Linked DNA regions of Oryctolagus cuniculus: all the other regions are linked to region 2. The links are chromatin contacts, called in public Hi-C maps. All regions are on one chromosome and are shown on one strand. The core of a region is the stretch at or near the end of the contact, and the rest is flanking DNA. Distances in the headings are between cores, read along the strand shown.

The links. A called contact is a pair of places that touch in the nucleus more often than the background predicts.
Region 1: a contact with region 2 is called in a Hi-C map of an unstated tissue, with 4 times the contacts expected there. The contact joins the promoter of MEIS1 here to the enhancer-like site in region 2. A contact is called at or near these places in 3 of 6 Hi-C or Micro-C datasets (ear pinna, skin fibroblasts and an unstated tissue).
Region 3: a Hi-C map of an unstated tissue shows a contact between it and region 2, with 7 times the contacts expected there. The contact joins two enhancer-like sites. A contact is called at or near these places in 2 of 6 Hi-C or Micro-C datasets (ear pinna and an unstated tissue).

Annotation. Positions count from the first base shown.
Region 1 is chr2:136,231,253-136,234,518 of mOryCun1.1, reverse strand. It overlaps MEIS1 (Meis homeobox 1), which reads left to right and starts at 1,290. Exons shown (of 12, transcript XM_051837800.2): 1 at 1,290-1,406.
Region 2 is chr2:137,083,115-137,086,517 of mOryCun1.1, reverse strand. No RefSeq gene overlaps it. Among named protein-coding and RNA genes, the nearest start is that of SPRED2, 210 kb to the left of the region's middle. Within about 2 kb of position 2,122, at least 1 of the 8 cell types and tissues checked has an H3K27ac peak or open chromatin away from gene starts, as enhancers often do.
Region 3 is chr2:136,086,420-136,089,771 of mOryCun1.1, reverse strand. No RefSeq gene overlaps it. Among named protein-coding and RNA genes, the nearest start is that of MEIS1, 150 kb to the left of the region's middle. Within about 2 kb of position 1,276, at least 2 of the 8 cell types and tissues checked have an H3K27ac peak or open chromatin away from gene starts, as enhancers often do.

The DNA of each region.
Region 1 (3,266 bases), core at 41-2,540, 850 kb after region 2:
TGGAAGGGCCTTCACCAAGTCAAGATGCTGCAGAATAAAGTTCACTTGCCTAGAAAAGAAAGTGTACGATCCATGCTTAGGATAGGTGCTGTCACATAGCAAGCAGGAACGTCTCATCCGCTCTCACTGACACCTAGGACTTGGCCCTTCACTTATTCCTTTTAATAGATGATTCATTGTTACCCTGTTGAAGGAGGTATCCCTTTTTTTTTTTTTTTTTAACTTTTATGGCTCCTATGTTAAAACTCTAGACACCCTCCATGCAATTTCTCCCGGCAAGCCCCAACTGTAATAACTGTTTGCTAATTGTAAAATCCTTATCCAGAATGAGGTTTGGGCAAACAATTTGTACTACTGTAATTACATTGTAAAAGTGTTTCAGCCCCTTGATTGTCTAGAATTAATTGTACAAAGGCCTAGAAGTAGCATTGGGTTCACAGTTACAAATGGATAGTGGGGAAGAAGACACTTTTCACAACCAGTAAGTTTATTTTAAGCTCACAAACTCAAACTGTTCCATTCTGTAAGAAAAATCTGTGTGTACGACATTTAAAGAACATTTTTAAGGTGACCTGGCATACCATGGTTTGCACCCAAGTCTGCCTACTATTTTGAAGGCTCCGGTTGTTGGAAAAGAGTGATTTACTTGAATTTTTTTCGTTTTTAATCTCTGCTGAAAACAAAAGATATTATTTGCTGGAAAGCAATAACACGAAGCCAATCCTGTTGTTAAAAAAGTATATTCCGTATATTAACAAACTGCCCTTTTCCTAATGTGAAAACGTGGAGGGTTGAGCGGAGGGAACGCCCGGCCGGGTTACCTAAGTCTGCTGAGAACCCCTAAGGGCTGGTAAAGATCATGGTCGTCTAAGTGTATTTCGCAGTAAATTTCCCTCAGTTAAATTACACAATCTCCCTCGCAGTTCACATAAGGGCCGTGAGCGAAGCCGTGCCCACGTCAGGCTTTGGTTCGACGCCCTCCCCTGTCCCCCTCGGGTCCCCCTCCCGCTCCCAGGAGCGCGGGTGCGGAGACGGCGCGCACGGCCCCGCAGGCAGCCGTCGAAGGCGCTCAGGTGGTGGGGAAGGCCGGCGGGCTGCGGGCCGGCCCGGTCCTCTCCATACTTGGGAAAGGCTTGTGCTGCCTGGCCCAGCCAGCGCCACTCCCCAGGAAGAAGACAGAAATCGCCTCCCCGAGACCCTGAAATTGGCCTGAAATTTGCTTCCAAGTTCATGCCGCGAGGGTGGGGAGAGCAGGGGTCAGGCGTGGGCTCACAGGCGCCGGTCATCCACCTGGCTGCCCCTCACCCCCCGACCCCCAGGCTTTGACTCCGGGGCCTGCCTTCCCTTTCCGAGTGAGGCGTCGGGGAGTTTGTGCCAGGAAACTACACACGTATGCGACGTAAAAAGTAAGAGATCCTAAAACTTGAGTGTGCCAGACAAAAGAAGAAAAGGCGTGTGTCTGAGGGGGATGGGGGGGCGAGTCAAGAGATGAGGGATCCCGAGGACGTTTGGAACCGACGGAAAGCAGCCGTGGCTCTTCGGAGGAGAGAGCGGTTCTGGGTGGACCGCGCCAGCCCTGTCTTCCAGGCGCACACCGGGAGCGGACTGGGGCGGGGGGCTGGGGGAGGCTGCGGGGCTCGTCGGCTCGGCCTGCTGGAAACGCTGCCCTCTCGGGGCGGCTCAGCCGGCGCCGACCCGTGCGGAGGCTTTAGGAAGCCACAGGAATCGCCTCGGGGAGGCTCCGCGCGCGGCGGGGACCCGGTCGGGACCCCGGGTCCGACGCTCGCCCTGGTGCCCGCTGTCGCAAGCCCACTCCACGGAAACTCGGGTCGCATCTTCCCTGCTACTTGGCGCCTAAGAGTTGGCTGCTGCACACCTCCGAGCGCCTAACCTTTTCCAAACCGTCTCCGCCAGAACGGAGCCCCCTCGCTCTGGCTGAAAACTCTGCCCCCCACCCCTGCGCCCCTTTAGGGGCCAGGGCTGGGGCCGCGGCCCGGGCCGCAGGACGGGGGTGGGGGTGAGGGGCGCGTGCGCCCGCCGCTTCGAGGGAGTCAGCCTTTTGGCCACCTTCGGGGCGGGAATCGGGGCTGGCGGTTTGCATTCCCGGCAGATCGAAGCTCCCTGCTGATCGATTATTTGATAATTGATTTTCCCCGCAGCCAATGCGCGGCCGCCTGGGCGGGGGCGCCTCCTGATTGGCCGAGCCCTTCGCCACGGCTGCCCACCGAGATTTGGGTGAGTTCATTTTCCAGCCGACCGCAGGGGGAGTTTTCGGCGAGGCTTCGGCTGGGGGGTGGGGGCGGGGGTTCCTCTCGGAGCCGAGCGAGCTGCGAGCCCCGCTCGGGGATGGGAGGCTTCCCGGCGCCGGTCGAGCTGCTGCGGCCAAGCCCTCTCAGCAGACCGGAGCCCGGCGGGCAGCAAACTCGAAAATAACACCATTACATAGCACTGTAAAGGGCCACCTCAGAGTGCCACAATAAAGAGAAGGGGGGAAATGACTAAGCCCAGAGAATAGGTATTCGCAGGGGGAAAGTTAAAGCCAGAGGCGCCGAGCCTCCGAGTTTGGGTACCGGCAGCTTTTGTCTGCAAACCTCGGCTCCCGAAGTGGATCCTTTTCCTCAGGCACTGGGAGTTTTCGCCGAACCGAGTGTGTGGGGTGGGTGGTGGTGGGGGGACAGGAAAGTGTGGTCAGCAAAGGAGCAGGGCGTCGCCGGGGAGAGAGCTGGGGGCGCGGGGCCCCTCCAGGCCCGCGCGAGGCCGAGGCCGGAGCCCCTCGGCGCCTCGAAGACAAAGGCGGCGGCGGCCGCAGCCGGAGCCGAGCGCGCCGGCCCCGTCGCGCCGCGCCCGCAGCGGGTCTGAGGAAAAGCGGCCCTCCCCGCGGCGCCCGGGCCGCAGCTCCGCCCGCGAGGTCCGGGCTGCCCCGAGCCCGCGTCGGGTTTCGCTTTCCGGCGATCATAAATAGCTCGGTGTTTGTAAACAGGCGCTGGGGGCACATTCCCGGCGCCCGGCTCATTGTTCCCTCCCTGGCTCTCACTCCGCGCAGGACGCCGGGGCTGGGGCCGGGGGGCTGCCGGGGCGAGGAGAGGGGGCGTCCAGATCCAAAGTGACAAAATGCAAGCATTGCCTTGCCGCCGGCCGGGCGTCCACCTCTGACAGCACAAAAACCGTACGCCCGAGCCAGCCCCGGCCCCGCGTTCCCAGGACTCCCCCGCCGGAGCCTCTCCCAGCCCCGCTCGCGTCTGGCTCCGGGTTGGACTTTTCTCCTC
Region 2 (3,403 bases), core at 873-3,372:
TGCCCTGAACAGTTATCATGTGCTGAATCCTGGTTTTCCCCTGTTGGCACTGAGGCACACCTGGTGTTCTGGGCAAAGGTGTGCACTAATAAGTCAAAGCAGAAGTGTTGTCTTGAATAGAACTGTCTGTTGCTACAAAAATATTCAACTCGCCATCAGTGAACTAGAATAATAAATGTCTTTACCTTTTGTATTTTGGTGCATTGAAACATTATCTTTTATGATCATAGGTGTTGCTTCATTATTTAAAGCATACTTGTTATCGTAGGAAAGACAAGCTCGCATTTGATTTATAAAGGAACGATTGTGCTTTGACTTAAATGAAAGTTCAAAGGAAAATGAATTCTAAATAAGAATAATTGAAGAGATTCAAGGTTCATTTGAGTTTATATTCATCAAGGCAATTGTCTCCAGAAATCCTCTTATTTAAAGCAACAGGACAGATCGTAACTTACAAACTTTGCCGTGATGACATCACTTATTCTATATATCATAATCAGAAACGTTAAGCCTCAGCAGTAATTTATCCAAAATGTATTGTTACAGAGTTATAAATGTCATTAAGTGGTAGACTTATGCCTCAGTGTCATGCAAGTTGAAGCTTGGATTTAAAAGAATTACCCCTAATGCAAGTATTCTATAAAAATATTCTCAGTCCTTTCTCTTCCCCAGAGCTGCCTCGTATTAAAAGTTCAGTTTCACTGTACACCTGTACTCCGCTCTGGGAAGTGCGACCTTTATTTCTCCTTCATGTTTTTAAAGTCACCTTCTTAATTCTGGTAGGACATAACTCAGACAACTGAAAATGTTAGGAGTGGATTTACAGTCCCTCTGGCTGCTCTCTGTCTGGGGTGGGGAGGAGAGTGGGGGTGGATAGAACCGTTCTTGCCATCAAGGGACGCTGAGAGAGACGAGGCGATTAATTGTAATGTGCCAAGTAGTTTTGATTATTCAGGGACTTGGGATGGAGTTTGTGGATAAGTCAGGCCCCCGCTTTCCTGTTTTGGCTGATTGCACTGCTCAGTGACCCCTCTGCTGGTCGGGGACAGCCATGCTCCTGTGGAGAGTCCCCAGAGGGACGGCAGCAGAAAGGCAGCCCCGTTGGAGCACTTGCTCTGTGTGGCACTCAGAAAGGATTTTTTTTTTTTGAAAAAACATGTTTCATTACTCTTCACAACAAATCTGCAAGGAGACTAGGCTCTTCCTATTTTAGAGATTTTGAAAATTCAGTATGATTCATCATTCAAATGTTTATTGACTATATTTTATGTGTTAGTTTTTGGGATGAAAGAGAATGAGAGACATGGTCCTGGCCCTCTCTGAGCTTACAATGCAGAAAGGAAAAAAAAAAAGAGAAATCATTTTACATATAAAGCGACAAATGGTGATGTGTCAAGAGTGGAAGTCATAAAGGACGCATAAACAGGGGTCTCGATCTAGCTGGCGGGCTCAGAGACGGCATCCCCGAGGCTGGAACCTTTGAGCCGAGGATTAGAGAACAGAGTGAAAGTTTGTCCTTCAGCAGCAGAGCAGGGATTCAAACTCAGGTCTGCCCCGTGCAGGCTCATCGAGGCCTGATTCATTGCACTCTTCTGCACCATCACAACTTCGCACTGAAGTCGGCCCCACTCCTCCCCTAGACTCCGTGCCCGCGGAAGTTGGCGACGGGGGACTGGAGGCTGCAAAGGCCCCTGGGCAAGTAAACTGGCAGCAGCAGCAGTCCGTGCTTTCGGTGCCGCCTCGTCATTTTCCTCGGTGTTCCGCCTGGATCAGATGGGGGCAGAACGTCCCTCTGGCACTGCTTCGGATGAGTGCAGAGGCCAATTCTTAACGCTGCGATGAGCTTGGTTAGTGGCAAGCCCAAGCCAGAGTTCAGAATCATTGCCTGCGCCTCTGTAAAGTCCCCCAGATCCTGCCTCTTTGTCTGCTCCCTTTGCTCAACCCTCCTCTGCCGCTCTAGAGCCATCTTGGAGCTTGGCTACTTGCCTGAAAACCTCTCTGACCTGCCAGTGAGCTGACGCGGGGAGCCGTGTTAGCAGCTGTGGGAGTGTGCTGGAGTCCGACCAGAACATTCCTCGCTCGTGCTTGCACCCGCTCCGTGTCTGAGAAGGAGAAGCCCCATTGGACACGGGGGCCACCCCAGAGATGCAGCCTTCCAGCTGGGCACAGGGACAGGAGGGACTGAGAACGCAGACGAGAAGTTGGGAAAGTGGACCGTCTGCTTTATCGCGTCCCATGTTCATTTCCCCCCATCTGCCTGATGGTAGACGGGGAAGTGGTTCGTTAAAAATACGGAGACCTGGGATGATTCTTCAGAAAACAAACAGCAAACACAAACAAGAAAACCAGCGGGAAAAAAAAAGTCTTTGTCCTTGAGTCGTGAGTGGGTGATTTACTGTTTGAAGTTAAGCGGCACTGCCTTCCCGCTTCAGTGCTGCTGTTAAAATGCCCAGAGAAGGACGCTCTAAGTCGTAGCCCCCTGGATGTGAATGAATTTATCAATTTCTTTCTCTGTACCTGATGAAAGAGCAGTGGCAGGCGGTAGCTGGAGGTATCCTGGGGAGCAGGTAGCTGAAGGGGGGGGGGGGTTGGATGTGGGAGTAGCTACTTTTCTGTAGTCTAACTCCCCAGCTTCCTTACTGAAAAGAGCAACCATGTGTTATGGTCACTAGGGGGCAGAAGTAGGCCAGCAAATAGCCCTTGGTACTTGTTATCAATTCTGAAAACCGAAGTTGGCAAATATGCATTATTAGTGTTCTCTTTTTCTTAGAAATCTGGAGTCTCTTTGAGATGGTGTGAGCAGGAGGGCTAGGCCACGGGAGTATAACAAGGGAAATACTCAGGAAATAAGAGCAGATACCCTCCGGATTGTACCAACAGGTTTTGATACTATTCTACTGCTTTTATTAAGAAAATTTATAGAAAATTCCTCTGTGCAAAAATTCAAATGAGAATATTAGAAACCAAACTGACCTGTCAAATGCATAGTGGTATCCTTGAATTCACAAAAGGAGGGAGGCTTACATGCAGATCGGTTTTTCTGGTTATAGAGCACAAGCTAGTTTGAGGGTTGGTGGAAAAAAAAAATTCCCATCCCAGTCAAACCAGTGCTGAGCTATTACAAGGGGTTCTGCTGTTACAGAGGAAGTACCAGGGCACCCTGGAGGCTCCAGGCGTTTAGCTCGGTCTGGGCAGTCAAACTTTGCTGTGGTCTTGACGCCATTTTGTAAAGTCATAATTGTTTAGGGAAAGAGATCCTGAATGTCTCAGAGTGTTCACAGTTAAAGAGTAGCTGGTCCTTTGAGGAAAATTATGCTGACACCTGTGTATGTGCGTGCATATAATTCCTCATAGAATCCTAGATTATGATCTGCAGACTGCCATCCTTTCTGAGAATGTATAA
Region 3 (3,352 bases), core at 27-2,526, 1.0 Mb after region 2:
GCCCTGTCCTCGAGGAAACAAGTTGCTTAGTGACATAGGATTTCTCCGTTACTGTTAAATTACAAAGAAATATCGGAAAGCCGGCGCTGCCGCCGCCTCTGCTCGGATCCGGGGCTGGGTCTGCAAGCGCTCAGTGTCCCCCGTCTGCGGAACCCCAGGCCACAAGGCGCATGATTGGACTTTCTCTCCTGCCAGGACTTTTCCCGGAAACTCGCCGCCGCTTCTGGCTCGTGCTGCACGGGAAACGTGTGCGAGAATGAGTTTGAAAAGTGCGTGCAGCGCCCGGTGTCTCCCTCCCCTCCCCCTGCCCGCCCTCCCCGCCCCCGCCCTGCGCAGCGCCGCCGAGGAGGAAAGTCAGCTTCGACTGCCACCTTTTGGGGATTTGGAAAAATGACTCGGTAGGACCCGCAGGGAGGCGGAGGCGGAGGCGCGCGGGGTGGGGGGAACCCCCTGATTATCCTGTGTCGGAACTGGCTCCCTTAATCTGATGCTTAAATATTTGATGTGGAAAAATTACCCATAAAATTAGTTACTAACAATTTCAAATTGAAATCACTTATCGAATTATAAACGCATTAAAGCTGTATGGATGGTATTAGAAGTTTCTCGGGAGGCGGCGGGTGTCTCCTTTGCAGGGAGCGGGGCCCACAGGGTTCGCCCCGGGGAGAGAGGCGCCCTCCGCCGAGCCCGGGGGGTGGGCTGGGCTGGGGGAGGGTAGCCCCGGGAGGGCGGCGCGGGGCCGGGTGTGCGGCTCCGGCTCGCTCGGCCCGCGGGGGCGGGGAGGTGGGCGGGCAACAGCGGCGGTGCGAGGCTGCGACCCCGGGGCCCAGGCGCCTACCGGGAAACTTCGCCCTGAAGTCCAAAGGCTCGGAGAAGGAAAACAAGCCCTCGCCACCCCTCTACCCCGCCCCGCGCGCGGCTCCCACGCGGCGCGCAGACTTGGCGAGCCGGGTTCCTGGCGTGGGCGGCGCCCTCCAGGTCCGCGGGCCGGAGGGAAGATGCCTGTAATCCCGGGCCGGGCCGGGCCGTGCGACTGCAGGGAGCATCCCGCGGGCAGCTGCGCGGAGCTCCGGCCCGGACGCAGCTACCTGGGTCCCGTAGTGCACAGGGTCCGGCCTGGGCCCAGAGCGTGGATCGACGAGACCCTGCCCTGGGCCCAGAGCACGGAGGGGCTGCTCAGGCGCCTGCAGTAGCCTCCCACGTCTTGCTCACTCCCGACCTGAAAGTCGAGCTGGGACGCGGTCGGTTTTGTGTCTGGACGCCGGAAAGGCCGGGGTCTGCACGGAAAGGTGTGGAGAGACACCTCCAAGGGGGTGTCTTTCCCTCGGAAGCGCTCGGGGTGCTTTGTGCTGGACTCTGCCACGTCTGTCCGGATTCCCGAGGCCCACGCAGGCCCTGGGAGCGTGCTCCTGAGAGCCTGGGCACCGGAGGGCACCTGGAGCTCGGGCAGGGCCCCTGGGGCGGGGGCGAGTGGGGGGAGCCGCAGCAGAGAGCTCTGGGCCTCTCCCGGGCGCTTTAGGCCCGAACTCCCTCGGCGCACTTGCAAAGCTCCGCTAACTTTCCCCTCCTTTGGGATCCCGGCAGCCCCTCGCGGAGCTCCGGGGTAGGCGTATTGCACGCCATAGGAGAACCTGGAACAGGATAGAGGGGGCGCTCCGCCTGGCCGGGCGTTCTCCCTGCACTCACTCCCTTCTCCGGTGACGCCGCGCACGCCTGGCTGCTCGGCGTCCCGAAGCCCTTAGGGTGGCCACGGTGCACCCTCTCCACGAGGCTGGGAATCCCAGGGCCCAGCAAGGGGCAGGGAGGGAGGGAGGGTGGGGGGCCGGGGCCCGAGCTGGGGGCTGCCGGAAGGGCGGGGGAGGTCCCCTTTCCGCGCGATCCGCCAGCCAGCGCGTCTGAAACATTCTCTCCCAAGGCGGAGCTGAAAGGAAAAACAAACAACATATTGAGCAATCAGTTCGCCAATGTTTGAGCTTTAAAGCGTCTTTGCCCTAAAAAATGATACCCCGGGGGTCTCGGTAGGGACGTAGGGGAACGTGTTGAGGGCCTTGGCCCCGGCTGGCCGCGTCCCCGGGTCGCCCCTCCGCGCGCTGCCTGCCGCCCTCCCGGCGCGCTCGACCCAGGACGGGGAAACCCTGCCGGTAAAGCCCCGGAGGGAAAGGATTTACTTTTAAGCCAGTCTCCCATCGATCGGGTCGGTAATTCTTACCCCTGCCCACTCGCAGACACACTCACCTCTACCCTAAAGCATTAAGTTCATTACGCGAGCAATGATCTTAATCTCCAGGCGGAAAATGAGTCCCGGGACCTCGCGGATTGGGGAAGCAGTGAATAAAGTCACCTGCTTCCCGCCCGCCGGTCCGCTCTTGAGGCGGGTCCCACCTTGTGGCAGGGCGCGCCGCGCGGGGGTCCCCAGCTCCAAGCCAAGGCGTGCCCGGCAGGGGTCAGGAGCCCTGTGTGCGCTCTCTCCGGGTTAGCGACCTCCTGGAAGGGGTGGGATTGTGCCGGCCCGCTCTCCCCCTCCCCTCCCATCTGCCTTTCCTCCTAGGCCTGCCTGGCACCTCGACACGTTCTTCCTCCCCCTCGCCCCAAAGTGACAGGATCCTGAGCCTCTTGCCTCCCTCCAGCCCCTGACAGCCGCGGGTATCCTCGCATCGCTGGTTCGCGTCTCTGTACCTCACCCACCTCTCTGGGCATGGGTGTCTGTGCGGGGGGGGTGGAAGCGGGGGCGGCTGCTCACCGGGGCCCTCTTAAAGCCACTTGGAAGGTACCCCGGGGTTTCAAAAAAAAAAAAAAAAGAAAGAAAGAAAGAAAGAAAAGAAAAAGAAATAGATTCCTGGATGGAGGGACGACCCCCGCGCCCTTGGAGAACTCCATCTCTGAAACCGGCGCGGCGGCAAACGCCCCTCTCCGACGCCTGCTCCCACCCTTCGCCTTGGCACGGAGCAGCGTCTGGCACGGCGGGGAGATGGAGGCGAGCCACGCGCACCCGTCCCTTTACTGGCCGACCCGCCAGGCGCCAGTGTGTTGTGGAGACTCAGTTTCCACGGGACAAAAGCGGGGGAAACACAACGCAGAGACTGTGTAAATGCGCGTTCTCCGCACCGCCCCCGCCCCCCATCTGAGTTTGGAGACGTGCGTTTGCAGGTAGCCCTAAACTGTGAACAGCCGGCTTTGTGTGTTATCTAGCGGGGGTGGGGGTGGAAGGGGAGGAGACTCCCACCGCCCGCTCCAGTCTTTAATGTCTGAAATAACGAAATGCCTGTGTGGCAGCTGCTGCTACAGCCAAAACTAACTCTTTGGAAGACGGAAAAGAGTGAAAGGCAAAGAAAGACTGTTCATTTTTTTTCCT